Linked DNA regions of Mus musculus: region 1 is linked to region 2. Evidence: chromatin contacts called from public HiChIP or PLAC-seq data. All regions are on one chromosome and are shown on one strand. Each heading gives the region's core, a stretch centred on a gene start, on an enhancer-like site or on the middle of the called end of the contact. The rest is flanking DNA. Distances are from core to core; before and after follow the strand shown. Region 1 holds the start of Ncstn (nicastrin). Region 2 holds the start of Cfap126 (cilia and flagella associated protein 126).

Region 1 (4,638 bases), core at 949-3,448, 960 kb after region 2:
CAGTTGGAGAAGTGCCTCCATGAGATCCAGCTGTGGGGTATTTTCTCAATTAGTGATCAAGGGGGAAAGGCCCCTTGTGGGTGGGACCATCTCTGCGCTGACAGTCTTGGGTTCTATAAGAGAGCAGGCTGAGCAAGCCAGGGGAAGCAATCCAGTAAGTAACAATCCTCCATTGCCTCTGCATCAGCTCCTGCTTCCTGACCTGCTTGAGTTCCAGTCCTGACTTCCTTTGGTGATGAACAGCAATGTGGAAAGTGTAAGCTGAATAAACCCTTTCCTCCCCAACTTGCTTCTTGGTCATGATGTTTTGTCCAGGAATAGAAACCCTGACAAAGACAAGATCCTAGTTTGATTTCTTACTAGCATGATCCTGCTGGGAAAGTTAATCCATTTTTCTCAAGTTTTAGTTTCATCATTTGTACAGTGTTAATAACAAGGATTGTTGCAGAGGCAAAAATAAAATGCACACTTTAAAAGAGCATTTACTAAGTTTCAGCTCTTATTAATTATCTTGCCTGGTTTGACAGATGATAATCACCTTCTATACATACACTGTAATTTGAATGCCAAGACTCCTAAGCAGGATATGAGTATTTCTGAGTATCCAGGATACAAACTGAATTATTAATGACCACAAATACAAATTCCAATTCCAACTTACACTGGCAGCCAATCTGATGAGTGGCGTTGAGCAGGCGGACACAAGGAGCTGTTTTATTTAAGGGAATGTAGATTTTCCTCTCCACTGAGTTTCCCCCACACAATCCTGATCAGAAGATAAACAGTATTAGGAAAAAGTGAAAGATAATTTGGTATTAGCCTCTATCATCATCAGCTCGATTCATGGTTTCAGTAAAGCATTCACGATCATACTGTCTAACACAAGATTAATGATCATTCTTTTCACTTCTTGGCCACATTATTGGAACATAAGTATTGTAAAGAGGACCTAGCTGTGTATTTTAGAAAGTTATTAGACTCCATGATGATCGATTAATTATAAAGCTAAAAGGTGATTGTCAAAAGTCTTTGACTTCAGATGTGCCGGCGTCAAGTTTCAGGGCTAAACAAGTCTGCTTCTTTTAGCTTGCCTGTACATTACTAATTAGTTATCAAAAGAGCTCTGGTCTAAGAATATAGATTGCCAAAACCAAACAAAGAAAAGCACTAACAACAAAAACCACCTAAGAATCTGAACAGACCTAGGAGAAGAAACGTTATGCCACACACCTGGTCAGTTAATGAAATATCAGACCATTTGCCCACACACCTAGAGTATGGGACAGCTACAGTTCCTCCCTTGAAGCTAATCAAAAGCAATGTGAATGTTGAGAAAGACGGAGTCATGGCTATACAAGGAAATGGCTGCATTTCAGGGCTTACCTAGAAAGATATATATATATATCTTTGCTTAACTCTTAGTTGAACACACTATAAATAATTACAGGTGTGTTACTGATTGTACTTCATAATTTAAAGATCACTAAATAGACATTAGATTGGAAAAAAAGAAAATATTCATATACATTAAACGTCTAAGATTCCTTGAATCATTACTTCCCTCTTAACAGTTTAAAGCAGCTAAGCTAACGTTAGCCTCACTTTAGTAAGCTAAGAAAACAAGGAACACAAATTTAGGCTAGAACCAACAGGAGGAAACGGGGGCTCTCATTTTTTCAACGTCGCACAAAGACCACGAAACGAGACTGTTTTGATCTCAAACATACTAAACCGGAGGAAGGGGGCTGAGCTTTTCACACCTGTCCCTTTTGATGGCTGATGGGGTGGCTGGGCTTTAAACAGAGAACGAGGCATGCGAGAAAGGTTGAAGAGAATCAGGCTGGAAACCCAGAAAAGGGCTGGAGAGAACTAAGGAAATGCAGGTCCAGGCAAAGGAGGAACTTATGTCATGGGAACGAAAGACAAGAAGGATTTCCAGGGCGGGGGACAGAGGGGCAATCGGAACCAGAAGGGCATTGCCTGCACTAGCGATGGGCCGTTCCGGACGGCTCCTCTTAAAGACCAGAGCTCCGGGGTGGGGTGACCTCACCTGCCAGTACCACGGAAAAAGACAGAAGAAGAAGACCCCGACTTCCTGGGTCAGGCCCAGAGCCGCCCCTAGTCGTAGCCATCTTGCCTCTCCGCTGGGCGGAAGCCTCAGGTCCCTTCCAGACTCGTAGCGGCCTCTCTAGGCTTCCGCTAGCATCGTCTCTGTGGCCCAGCGCTCCAGAGACCGGAAGTCCTTGTCCGAGGAGCTTCCGGGAGCCGCGACCCGGGAGTAGCTGACGTGGAAGCCTTGGGAGTGCCACCGGGAGCGGCGGGACCCGCTAACCTGACCTAGGAGCCCGAGGCCTGAAGGATGCTAACCAAATTCGAGACGAAGAGCGCGCGGGTCAAAGGTAGTGGAGAAGAAACGGGAACAGCGGAGGTTGGGTGTTGGGGGTAGTGGTGCTGTCACTAAGGCAGGACTCGCTGACCGCGTCGGGCCTCCTGGAAGAACCCGGAGGAATAACCGAGGGAGCGGCTTAGGGTTAGTGGAGTAGTCTGCAGTCCGTGCTGCTTCGTATGTCCTGGAACTTATCGTGTCGTGGCTCGTTAACCTTAGGCCGGCTCCCTACTCCTTCCAGCCACCTCTTCTGGGGGGGTGTGCCAGCCCTTTCTGTTCTTAAGGCCTTATGACTTGGATGCTTTCTGATAACCAGGTTGTATGGAGTGTTTCTGGGGTTTGAGTCTCAGCTTCTGTCACTGGCTACTCCAGTAGCCCGTCTGCTCCATTTCCATGTCCAGTGCTTCCGCTGGACTATTTATTTATTTATTTATTTTTGGCCTATTTGGAGTGAGAGAATGGAGGCCTACTGCCCCACCAGGTCCCGAGCCTGGGTAAGATTGTCCGGTGAAATACAGATGCTTTGTGTTAGATTTGAATACCAGGTAAACAGCTAAATTTTTGGTGATAAGTCTTGAAAGACAAAGGCCTGAGATCACACTCTTTGAAAATGTCGATATTAGAAAAATTAAGTCTATGGAAATCTGATAAAAAATATATCTGGACTATTTCATGATATGCATTATAGTGAAGTGGTTCAGAATTTGTTTATTGGAGTCAGTCAGACTTGCTTAGGAATTCTGAAACGTCTACTAACAAGCCGCCTTAAGGTGTCTCCTTACTATCTCTAAATCTCTATATTCTTATCTTTAAAAATAAGGATAGTTAACACTTTCTTATAAAGAGAATTAAAATGAGAAAGTACATTAACTGTGTTTATAATAGTGCCTGGCAAGACTTAGTAATTCAGAAACTGGAGGTTCTTTAATGGAGGCTATATTCTGGGCAGTTTCTAAGTGTCATGGGAAATTTGATTATAAAGGGTGCCAGTAAGAATTCTTAGTACCACCAGGGTTACATAGAGAGACCTTATCTCGAAATGGCAAAAAAAGAAGAAGAGAAAAGAATTATCATGTGTGGTGCCAGTCATGGTGGCTTTAATTGCAGCACTCAGGAGCCAGATGCAGGTGGATCTCTGTGAGTTGGAGGCTAGCCTGGTCAACGTATCGAGCGGCAGGCCAATCAAAGCTACACTGAGACACACTGAGATCCTATTCTAAAAAAAAAGGTTCTAGGGCTGAAGAGTTGGCCCAATTAAGATTTACTGTCTGTTCAGAGGACATGAGTTTGGTTCCCCATTCAGCAGCTCACATCCACCTGTAATTCCAGCTCCAGGTGACCTGACCCCTCTTCTGGGCTCTGTGGGCACCTGAACTCACCTGTGCATGTACTTAATAAAAAGAACAAACACAAACGAGTCTCTGGTATTTGAGTAGTTGAAATGAGTCTTCATTTTCTATGAGCTCTTTTCAGATTTCTTCTTGTGCACTAGAAAGGCATTAGGGAAATCAGTATTTGAGAGTTCATTAAGATCGCTGAATCAGTTAAGAGGGCATACTGTCCGCACAGTATGTCGTTCCCATCACTCATGACATGTGGTTCACAACTGCCCGCTCCACGGGACGGTGTTAAAGAGTCTACCGTAAAAATAAAAGAAACATCATGCAAAATAGTGCCTTCATTAACTTGCTATGAGAGTATATTCATATAATATTTTTACAACTAAGGACTAGCTACCAGAGTTGGATGTGGTGACTCACTCCTGTAATCCCAGCACATGGGAGACTAAGGCAAGATGGTTGCTGCAAGTTTGAGACCAACCTAGACAACAATGTGAGGCCATGTTGTGAAAAGCCCAAGCATTCCTGGTGTGGTGGCACAGAGGCAGGCAGATATCTGAGTTTGAGACCAGCCTACACTAAACAGCTAGGACTACAATGAGAAACCTTAGCCCTGAAAAAACTTGAAAAAAATTTACCAAAACATTAAATGTACATGTTCTAAGCCAGTAAGGGCTCAGTGGGTAAAGGTGCCTGTCACCAATTGGCCAAGATTATCTATAGAAGTATCTTCTGTAGACCTTTTTGTTTGTAGGTTTGGTTTGGTTTGGTTTGGTGGTTTGGTTTGGTGGTTTTGTTTGTTTGTTTGTTTTCCGAGACAGGATTTCTCTATGTAGCCCTGGCTTGCCCAGAATTTACTGTGTAGATTAAGCTGGCCTTGTACTCAGAGATCTGCCTGCCTTTACCTCCCAA
Region 2 (5,038 bases), core at 4-2,503:
TTTAGAGGTCTGACTCCTCCAAGTTCTGAGGTTAGAGGCGTCACCATGCTTTCGTGTTTGAGTGTGTGTGTGTGTGTGTGTGTGTGTGTGTGTGTGTGTGTCTGAGCTCAGAGATGCTTGCACACGTGGGAGGTTATTCCCAGGAGCATGGACCACCTACCAGTGTGGCTGGTTACAACACTGAAAAGAAGATCCTGCCCTCTCCAGAACTATTAACATAAAGGGCGGGGCCTTGTGAGCCCCTCCCCCAGCAACAGTTAACGCCTCCATAGCTCCAGGAAGGAGGGGGGGCCTCATGAGTCCCTTCCCTGTTTTTTGGAGACAGGATCCTACTACATAGCCAAGGCTGGTCTTGAACTTGAGATCCTCCTGCCTCCACTTCCTGGATACTGGGATTACAGGCGTGCACAGCCATATCTGGCTCTTAAGTATCTTTGGACAACTTGGGTTTTTTCCTTTTTTTAAAACTTAAGACTTTGTAACTGACAAGCCCTCTTTAGTTCTAACACCCCAATAGATGAGTAGATGGACTTAACAGAAATTTCAATGAGTCTCTCAGGGTTCCTTGGTTTTATAGCTAATAGGCTCAGGCCCTGGTACCTACTCAGTTTCCCACCCTACGTTCTGATTTGCCATATCCTAACCAACACTATGAAGCTATATCTTGGGTCCTGTGACTGTAGGGGGATGGAGGAGACAGGAGTCACTTAAGGACCAAGGATAAGACATATATTTCCTTTTGGGAACAAACCAGTTGGTTGCTTCCTAAGCAGTGTGCCTTTGTTATCCTGTGAGCAGCATCTTGGCAGCGCCCAATTCCCACTGTGAACATTTCATTCACCTTATTCTTCAGTGTACAAAGCAGGCCATCACTACAGTGTGTGATGGATGAGGGGTTAGGCTTAGTTCATTATACCACAGTGTCTCACACACTCAGCTCACGGGGGTTGGGGGGTCTCAAAGTTTGTTTAAATAGTTGAAGATGTCATTCAAAGACAACCTGGAAATTCTGAAGCAGACTTAACTATGTTGGGGAAACAGCTATTTACATGACAGTTATCCCTGATTTGTTTTGGACACATGCAAAGTATAGTAACTGAGGCAAATGCAGCGGTCCTGCTCAGTGGTCCTGGGATTTTGGAAGCAGAGGCAGGAGGACGGGGTGTTCAAGGTATCCATGGCTACTTCTCAGTTCATTTTCTCATGTTTGTTTGGGCCTCTATACTCTAAAATGAAAATGAACCTACGTTTCAGAGAGAAAGGAAGAGGGTAGTGTAAACCACAGAATGTAGCCCAACCCCTGCTGACCGGGAGTAACTCCCAGAAGGCTGGCCTTCTGCAGTTGCCAGGCAACAAGTGTAAACAGCACTGGATCATGGCCACTAACTACAGTGCCAACCAGGTAAGCGCTTGCTCGTCACCCTTTTACATTTGAGTTTATGTTCCAGATGCTGCCCTTGACTGCCCGCTCCCATCAGACTCTGACTGGGTTGAGGCGGTGCTTCATCTCATGGGTGGGAGGGCCCAGGAACAAGCAAAGAGGATCTGGGTTAAATCTGTAGACCGTAAGCCAGGAAGCAGTGATTTTATTTGTACAGGCCAGAGTAAGCAGTTTAGGCTTTGTAAGTCAAGTGACAAAGTCATATCTATTTATATGAAAGTTAGCACTAATTTGTTTCAGAAAAATTCAAAATATAGGGGTAGAGATGCTCCCCAGTGGTCCCCGAGGCAGGAGGATGGGTGTTCAAGGCATTCTGGGGCTACATACTGAGTCCAAGGCTAACCTGAGCTTCAAGAGAACCCCTCCCCCTCCACACACACACAGAGAGAGAGAGAAAGAGAGAGAGAGAGAGAGAGAGAGAGAGAGAGAGAGAGAGAGAGAGAGAGAGAGAGAGAATGAAAACAAGGACACAAAATAGTCACTGATGGTTCGAGGCCAGCCTGGTCTACATAGAGAGTTCCAGGCCAGCCAGAGTCTTGTAGTAAGAAAAGAAACAAAATATTGCCTACACATTTTTGGAGTTCCTTTGGAGAAAATATTTTCCTTCTTTAGTATTCCCAGTTTAGTGTTGTTCTTTTTCTTCGTTTATGTGTATGTGTGTGAGTAGGTAGACAGGTAAGGTTTTGCTACTACCTACCTATCCCAGACTGGACCACAAAGTCACAACCCTCCTACCTTCCTCTGCTAAGCGTGAGGCTTACAGGTGTGTGCCACCTTGGCCAACTACCTTCTGTCAAAGCAACACAAATGGTTGTTTTATGTCTACAAATATTTTTACAAATGGTCTATTTTTACAAATAAAAAACGTTCTTGCCAGGGAGGCAGGGACAGAAGGGTGGAACCCAGCCTCAAAGAAAGAAAGAAAAAGAGAGAGAGAGAGAGAGAGAGAGAGAGAGAGAGAGAGAGAGAGAGAGAGAGAGAGAGAGAGAGAGAGAGAGGAAAGAAAGAAAGAAAGAAAGAAAGAAAGTGGCGTTTTCTGCCCCTTGGCCTTCTAAAAGCAGGTAGCAATGTGGATTTGGTTACCATCCCTTGGTCTAATCTAGCAGTCTCCAGCAGTGTGTCACAAACATAATTTAAAAGGTTTTAGCAGCTATGTGAAAATTAAAAATTAAATTTTGTAATGCTCAGTAGAATATAATAAACCTCAAACATTAACATTTAATTGCATTTTTAAAAAGTCTAACCACACACACACACACACACCTATTTTATACCAGCTCCTTAAAATCCATTTTTCCCCACTAGCGCTGAGGACCATAGCTCTGTACATGCTAGATAAGCACTGTAACTCAGAGCTACACCCCTGGTACACATCTTGAGCAAACAGATTATAATCTCATACTTACCTAGCACGCACAAGATCCTGGGTTCAATATGCAGCGTGGCAAAGCCAGACACAATCTCGTCTCTCTTTGTATTTAGCTCTCTTCTTTTCGTGTTGCTTGTAGGTTGGCATACCAACTGTTGGGTTTTGTCAGGGCATCTTCCTACACAAGAGTCAGTATACTGTTCTCAACCCTTCCCTCCAGCTGGTAGGCTTTTCTTCCCAGACTTAGTGCCCAGGTCAGCTCTCCTTATACTCTGCAACCCATTGTCTTAGCACCTACCTCCCTTATGATAGCTTCCTCCCTACATACCCTTGCCACAGTGAGTTCGAGTTCACCTAACTGTAGAGAACAGTGTCACCATCTCACGGGGGAGCCTCGGAGCCTCACAGGAACTCTCCTCTTTCTCTCCACAGTATGAAAAAGCTTACTTACCCACGTACCTGCAGAACTGGTCTCCTGCCAGGCCAACGAAAGAGGTATTCTGAGCTCAGTGCCCCTCTCCAAGGCCAGTTTCCGATGACTGGCCCCACTGGTTCTCCCTAAGACCTAAGTCCCTTAGCCCTTGAACAGTCCATGTGTTTCTCTCCCATACTTTTACCCCAAGCCCCTCTTTCACTTCAGGCACTTCTCTTTCTACCCCAAAATACAGAAAATCGCTGCCCATGAAGGTTACACTCAGATCATCGCCAACGATCGAGGGCATCTCTTGCCTTCAGTGCCCCGTTCCAAGGTGAGATTCCCCACCTCCCTTCTACCAGAAAAAAAGAGAGGGTGGGGAGGAGCTAGCTAGTTGTGGTGGCATACACCTTTAATCCCAGGGGGGATTTAATATTCAATAGGCAGAGGCAGGAGAATCTGTGAGTTTGAGGCCAGCCTGGTCTACACAGTGAATTTCAGGATAGCCAAGGAGAGAGAGAGAGAGAGAGAGAGAGAGAGAGAGAGAGAGAGAGAGAGAGAGAGAGAGAGAGAGAGAGAAAGAGGTTGTCTCAAAACCAACAAAAAGAACTGATGCATAAAAGCAGAGCTCCAGTCACACAGAAAACTAAAGTCCAGTCTGTGACACCCTCCCCTCCCTCTATCCGCCAGGACGGAGCTGAGCTTAGCACATGGAAGTCCTGAAAATATGTAAGCAATGTTTTCAGATGACAATATTTATGCCCAGGACTCCTTTATCACACTTAGCCTAAGAATGAAAATTTTAAGTTGGAAGGAAAGGGACTGGAAAACAGCCGAACTGAACAAACCGATGGAATCAAAGCTTCCCTTTTACTTGGTAAGCCACTGCCTTAGACCCTCTCTCAGGTGTTTCCTTACTAAGCATTGGCAAGACAAGAGTGGCCGTGAAGCCAGACAGCCCTGCCAAGCAGACACTACCAGCCGTGAAGACCTGGTGAGCAATCTCTTTTCCTTTAGGCAAGTCCTTGGGGTTCCTTCATGGGCACCTGGCAAATGCCCCTGAAGATCCCACCTGCTAAGGTGACCTTGACCGCCCGTACAACTACAGCTGCCGACAACCTCACCAAATGGATACACAAGAATCCTGATCTACTCAACGCCTGTAATGGGCTGCGTCCTGAAATCTCAGGCAAGGTATCTATCCTTCCTGTTTAACCAAAACCCCCATTTCTTTCCAGCCTCAAAACTGTTCTGCCAATCACTGTTCTAGCCAAGGGAGGGGACCTCTAACCAAATCTGTCTCATGCTGCCCAGTCCCTCATCACTAAGGTCTGAAGGAAGAAAACAAAGAAGCCACCTTGTTCCCCACCTCTAACCCCAGTAGAAAAGAATTCCAAGGGGAGGTTAAATTTAACTGCTCTTATTCAAACCCTGACCTCCTCCTGCCTGCCGGGGGGGGGGGGGGCTATTAAGAAAGGGGGTTGGATTCTGAGGCTGACTGGGAACAATCTGGGCCTAATGAGCAATACCATACCTTTTCCCAACAGCCCTTCGATCCTGACAGTCAGACGAAACAGAAGAAATCTGTCACCAAGACTGTACAACAAGCACCAAATCCAACCATAATTCCCAGCTCCCCGGTTATCCAAGGAGACAACCCAGATGAACCGCAAAGCTCGCACCCCTCTGCAGGTCACACTCCAGGTCCCCAAACTCCAGTCAACTCTCCCAACAACCCACCTCCGAGCCCTTGTAAGAGCACCAAGTAGGTCCTAGTCTAGCTGAGGTCCAGATCTATGCCATGCTGGGGTGA

Evidence for each region. HiChIP or PLAC-seq counts read pairs in DNA pulled down with a chosen protein or histone mark.
Region 1: an H3K27ac HiChIP or PLAC-seq map of microglia shows a contact between it and region 2, with 4 times the contacts expected there. The contact joins the promoter of Ncstn here to the promoter of Cfap126 in region 2. A contact is called at or near these places in 1 of 39 promoter capture datasets (pre-B cells), 1 of 115 datasets of contacts at active chromatin or transcription factors (microglia) and 1 of 9 other capture datasets (adipose tissue).

Annotation. Positions count from the first base shown.
Region 1 is chr1:172,080,551-172,085,188 of GRCm38.p6, forward strand. It overlaps Ncstn (nicastrin), which reads right to left and starts at 2,199. Exons shown (of 17, transcript NM_021607.3): 1 at 2,051-2,199; 2 at 662-766. The coding sequence starts at 2,132. Copa (coatomer protein complex subunit alpha) reads left to right here and starts at 1,979. Exons shown (of 33, transcript NM_009938.4): 1 at 1,979-2,399. The coding sequence starts at 2,360.
Region 2 is chr1:171,121,792-171,126,829 of GRCm38.p6, forward strand. It overlaps Cfap126 (cilia and flagella associated protein 126), which reads left to right and starts at 1,254. Exons shown (of 5, transcript NM_001379426.1): 1 at 1,254-1,402; 2 at 3,243-3,305; 3 at 3,479-3,559; 4 at 4,243-4,419; 5 at 4,773-5,038. The coding sequence starts at 1,376. The coding sequence ends at 4,994.